2 separate regions of the Sus scrofa genome follow, and region 1 is linked to region 2. A link is a contact called in public HiChIP or PLAC-seq data. All regions are on one chromosome and are shown on one strand. Each heading gives the region's core, a stretch centred on a gene start, on an enhancer-like site or on the middle of the called end of the contact. The rest is flanking DNA. Distances are from core to core; before and after follow the strand shown. Region 1 has its middle 15 kb from the start of BHLHE40. Region 2 overlaps ITPR1 (inositol 1,4,5-trisphosphate receptor type 1).

The links. HiChIP or PLAC-seq counts read pairs in DNA pulled down with a chosen protein or histone mark.
Region 1: a contact with region 2 is called in an H3K27ac HiChIP or PLAC-seq map of skeletal muscle. The contact joins two enhancer-like sites. A contact is called at or near these places in 5 of 47 Hi-C or Micro-C datasets (fibroblasts, liver, omental adipose tissue and 1 more) and 2 of 2 datasets of contacts at active chromatin or transcription factors (alveolar macrophages and skeletal muscle).

The regions. Positions count from the first base shown.
Region 1 is chr13:61,542,155-61,544,854 of Sscrofa11.1, reverse strand. No RefSeq gene overlaps it. Among named protein-coding and RNA genes, the nearest start is that of BHLHE40, 15 kb to the right of the region's middle. Within about 2 kb of position 1,359, at least 18 of the 83 cell types and tissues checked have an H3K27ac peak or open chromatin away from gene starts, as enhancers often do. A contact at or near this core is called in omental adipose tissue and skeletal muscle, where this site is marked.
Region 2 is chr13:61,309,641-61,312,340 of Sscrofa11.1, reverse strand. All of the region lies in intron 41 of ITPR1 (inositol 1,4,5-trisphosphate receptor type 1), which reads right to left. Among named protein-coding and RNA genes, the nearest start is that of BHLHE40, 220 kb to the left of the region's middle. Within about 2 kb of position 1,375, at least 21 of the 83 cell types and tissues checked have an H3K27ac peak or open chromatin away from gene starts, as enhancers often do. A contact at or near this core is called in omental adipose tissue and skeletal muscle, where this site is marked.

The sequences.
Region 1 (2,700 bases), core at 110-2,609, 230 kb before region 2:
GTGAAGCTGTAGGGGAGAATCTCTTCCAGAGCTGCCCCCAGCTTTGATGATCTGCTGACAATCTTTGATTACTAGGCCTATAGATATATCAATCTGATCTCTGCCTTTATCTTCACATGGCATCCTCCCTGTGTCTGTTCTGACTCTGTGTCCAAATGCCCCCCCCCCCTTTTGGCTGCACCCATGGCATACAGAAGTTCCCCAGCCAGGGATTGAACCTGTGCCATAGCAGCCACCCAGGCCACCCAGGATCTGCAGTGACAATGCCAGATCCTCAACCCACTGTGCCACAAGAGAACCCCCAATTGTCCCTTTTTCGTAAGGATACCAGTTACATTGGATGAAGGCCCACCCTCATCACTTTACGTTAACTTGATTCACTCTGTGAAGACCCTTCTTTCCAAATGAGGTCATGTTTTGAGGGGTTGGGATGTTAGAACCCCAACATTTCTTTGTGGGGGACACAATCCAACCCACAACAAACACCATCTTTCACCCCTTTTCCCACCCTAACCAGGCATCCTCTTTATCTATCCCATCTCAGGCCAGCCTTCTCTGAACACTCCGGACAGCACCTAGCCCTGCTGTCTGCCCTCTTGTACTCTTCTTCTTATTTGTTTTGGATGGTTGGTATCTGCTTGTGTAATGATCTGGCCAGTCCCGGGGTCCCCATCAGCTGCTCCCCTTCACGAGGACAGAAGCATGACTGTTCTGTAGCCCACCTTAGCCCCACAGCCTGGTATTTGGACTGTCAGTAAAGGGTATCGGTAAATGCCCAAGGCCGGAATGAATGAGCAATGAAGATATTAACCCTTACTAATTACAAAAGCGAAGAGGAGCTGCAAAGCAAGGGCCTCCAGGCAGAGAGAGTAGTGTTTCCTCCAGAGAGAAAGAATGTGCTCTGGAATCCACCCAGGGCCACCCCACCCCCCCACCCCCACCCTCACACCCTCCCGGATCCTTGACTAATGGTCACAGCTTGTCCCTCCCACCCAGTCACACTGGGAGAAATCCGCTCAGCATAGCTGTGCAGGGAAGGCCTCAGGAACCTCAGGGAAGCTGGAGGTGAGTCAGAAGGGCCAGTAAAGTGAACAGCTCTGAAACCTGACCCCTTGCATGAAGCAGGGGTGGTGGGTTCGCAGAAGGTGATGGGGCTTGCTTTAATAGTCAAGGAGCCTGAAGGAGCATCAGCTTTCAGAAAAGTGCTCTAGGTGATAAGGGGTCAAATGTGTCCTAAGCTCCAAGTATCGAGAGTTACTGTCCCATCACGGCCCGCGAAGGTGACAGAGTGGCCTGTGTCAGGTACATCCCTCCCCCAGTGGCCATTGTGGGCTTGCCTGTGTAGGTAGGAGATGCAGCTTTTATCCCTATGGGCTCCACTCTCCCTTGCCTGTGTGGGGAGGCCAGGTGGATGTGTCCAAGAGGCCTTCATCTGGCTCCAGTGAAGCAGCCTGACCAACCTACCCACAAAGGAATTCCAGCTCCTTCTTCCCAGGACCCCTCGGGTACACCTCATAGGCAGTTAAATCCCAAGGGGAAAAAAATAAAGCCCAGGGTGAGGGCCGAGCTGGAAAAAGTGACATGCAGGCCAGTCACCATATTTTTCCCCAGTGAAAGGCTGACTCATTGCAACAGGCCTGGGCTGGCTCAGACTCGAGCTGGTGGCTTGGAACATGCTTGGACAGTGAGTGCCTTGTCTGAAAGGCTGGCCCGTGAGAAGGTCAGGGGAGCTGAGACTGTGGCCCTAGGAAGCCCCCACACACAGCCTGGGGAGCCCAAGGGAAGCAAGGGGCAGGGGGGATCCCTTTCTTCCCTCCCCTCAGACTCTTGGGGGCCCTGGCATCACACGATCACCCCAAGAACTCAAGGGAATTAAGCCCATATGTCCTGAGCCTTGTTATGATGCTTCCTCCCCATAGAAGCCATATGAAATAACACCTAATTTAAATGTAGAGAAGACCATTAAGGTCTTGGTTTTCTCTGTAAGGTTATCTCAAAGCTTTTCTTTGAAATGTCAAAGTGAAATTATTTCCCAGGATTGAGGGGAAACGGAAGCAAATGGAGGCTGCCTTCCTAGTGCACTCAGCAGTCAGTGTTCAGTCTTCCCCACGGGCGATTCAGCACCACGCAAAGTGCAGAGTTCGACTCTGATGAGCTCCTCAGACTCTCTTTCCTCATGCTTTTGTCCATGTTGACATAAAGGGCTCTTTGGTAAGGACTTTAGAATCATATGTTGGTTTAAAGCCTTGGCTATGCCATCTGCTTGCTGTATGACCTTGAGCAAATCACTTGATGTCAGGGGACTGAATTTCTCTACATGTCAAATGGAAAGTACACAAGATAGGGAGTTCCCGTCATGGTGCAGCGAAAATGAATCCATCTAGGAACCATGAGTTTGCAGGTTGGATCCCTGGCATTGCTCAGTGGGTTAAAAATCTGGCGTTGCCGTGAGCTGTGGTGTAGGTTGCAGATGCAGCTCAGATCTGGCCTTGCTGAGGTTCTGGCAAAGGCTGGCAGCTGTAGCTCTGATTAGAGCCTTAGCCTGGGAACCTCCATATGCCACGTCCCTAAAAAAAAAGAGAAAGTACACAAGATAAATGTATGCATAGTGCCTCATACAGCACTTCGCATAGAGTCTAGTTTATATACTACATCTCTTCTGGTGTCTCCCTTTATGCCCTGCAAACCTTCTTTTGAGGA
Region 2 (2,700 bases), core at 126-2,625:
GTGGGCATATACTTCTCTGTGCAAAGGAGGTTGGCAGGAGTGCCAAAGCCAGATGTGAATGTCACAGAGGGTTTCAGAGGCTCAGGGTCCAAGCTTGTGACCAAGGTTTAATGCCCCGATACCAGGCACCTTCTAATGAGAAAGTACTCTCAACCATCCAGTTAGCTCTGCTGGAAGGCTTCCAAAGGGAAAGTCCCTCCAGTTACTCAGAGGGAGAAAAAAAAAGTTACTTTCTTGGTCTGGAATCTGGGGATGTTTTATGCAGATGTCTCTAACTGAAGTTCCTAAGGGGAAGTCAGCTCACCTTTGATTATTCAAACAGGCTACTGCTATTAAGAATTGCACAACTCTTGGGCAAGGCAGGGGTGGGTTTTGGCTTTTTTTTCCCTGTCCTCATGGGAACTACTTATTCTTTTCTAAGAACACTTCATTATAAATCTCCCTACTCACGTCTTCAAAATGCTCCTGCTCTGGTGGGAAGGTGGCCAACAAGGTAAGGCCATCAGAGCAGCCAGGGAGTAGGTGGGTGCCCCCGAGGCTGCCACAGGATGTTCCCTGCTGAGAAATGGATGCAGCAGCCACTATTTTTTTTTTTTTTTTTTTTGATGTAGGCTGGGTAACCCCAGCCTACAACCTTTAGGTAACAAAAGCTGCCCAAGCTCCAGGAATGATCACTGTGGGACCAACACACTCTCTTGCTTTCCTGCGGTTCTATTATGTGCAAGCTGAGATAAGACATATCACCCTACCTAGGGCAACAGCACAAAGGAGGAATCTGGAAACACAAACAGCCTCCCCCTCTGCAGCAGAGCGACTGACTGTCCAGCTGGCAATGGAATCCCCCTGATTCGGGGGCAGTTTGATAGCCCAGAGAAAGCATCCCTGGGGTGAACTTAGAGACTTATAGAACAAGTCCCTGTAGTAGAGGGGCTGGTAATACAGAAATGTCTTAAGAAGAGAAATAGAGGAGGGTGCAGGACAAAGACACCTCAGTCCAAACCATTCTGATGTCCTAGAACTACACAGTGGGGAGCTCTTGTGGGGGAAATATTTCATTTTTGGAGACAGCTCCAAGAATCCTGAACTAGGTGTGAGAAACTAGGAAGCTTATCGATTAGGGGAGAGAAAGAAAAGAAAGGAAAAGAAAAGGAAAGGAAAGAAAAGAAGGGGGGAGAGGAAGAAGCCAGGGAAGGGGGAAGGAGATGGCTGTGAGACAGAGGAATTAAAGAACACCATGGCAACAAGTCCGTCCACCTACCCCGGCCGCCCACCCACAGCCAGATTCTTTGCTGACGCACTTGAGAACAAGCTGGTTCCTACCCGCTCAGGAAGGTGAGCAAACCCAGAGAGCTCATTAAATCCCTTCTCAGCGACTCTTGTCTGCCTGCAGATAGTGAGCAAGGAGGATATAAATAGAAGTTATATAACATCTCTTTGTTGATTCCTGTGCTTACCAAAAAAAAATGCAGCATGACCTTGTTTTTTTTCTGAAGCATTTTCCTCGGCCTGCGGGTTGCGGACTTTAAAGCCAGTTAGGGGATCATCTTAAACAGCGGGATGTAGGATTCCACATTAAGGGTACTCATGACAACTGTCCAAGTTCTGAAACCTTGGGATCAAGTCCTCCTCAAGTATATACCAAAAAAAAAAAAAAAAAATACACCGGCCATAAAATAAAACCTTAAGGAATCTCGTGGCTTCCTCTTAGGGCACTGCCTGGTGATGCCAGGAGTCATGTTAACACCCAAGAGCAAAGAACCCTGAAACCAAATAAATGGCTTGGGTTTTCTAGAGGAGGTGTTGAGCACTTAAAATACATACATTTGAAGCTAACTGATGGTTTCTAAATACCTCCAGGTAAACTCAGTTGTCTTTTTCTTTCTTAGTGGACAAGACACAAAGAAGCCAGTGGATTGCAAAGGCCGACAGGTGGGAAGTGAAGAGGGAAACACCAGTAGAGTGCCCCCATCTACCCAACCTGGCCAGACGCAGCAGTGCTGCCATGGCTTCTGGAGTGACTCCAGCTTTGGCATGTTCAGCAGGAGGTAGTCTTAAAAGAGTGCTTGTAGGATGGGGGGCTGCCAAGCCCCATTACTCTACTCCCATATCTTGTCTAACCTATGGATGCCACAAAACTCCTTAAAAAAAAAAAAAAAAAAAAAAAACCCTGTTACCATGGGAACTTTTCCCTCTTGAGCATTTTTCAAGAAATGTTACAGGTGCAGGAGAATTCAATGTCCTTGGTCTCAGTAAGGTTTTTCTGAGTCTCTGAATGTGTAGCTTCAATGGAAAGGACTTTCAGAGGCAAGGGTTTCCAATGCAAACATCTTTCCAGGGATGAGGTTAATCACACAGGGGATGGGTGGGTGGGGTGCTAAAATAGCGCAAGCCCCCACAGGGCGTGCAAACTCTCTTGCTCCAGTGCTTTCAGTGCATCCTGCCAGCTCAACAGAAGACCCCTGAAGGATATCAGCAGAGCAGAGGGTCACTCCAGTAAAAGATGCTGTGGCTGTCATAACAGCCATGGGAAGGTCGACAACACAAAAATGCACATCTATCCAGGCAGAACAAGAGCCACCATCTCCCGCTGAACCCCTCGTCCTAGGTCAGCCACCAAAGCACGTCAGCCCATCTCTCAACTGAGCCCCATTCTCCTCTTCTCAGTTCCTTGGAGGAAAACAGAATCTAACTTCTATAATA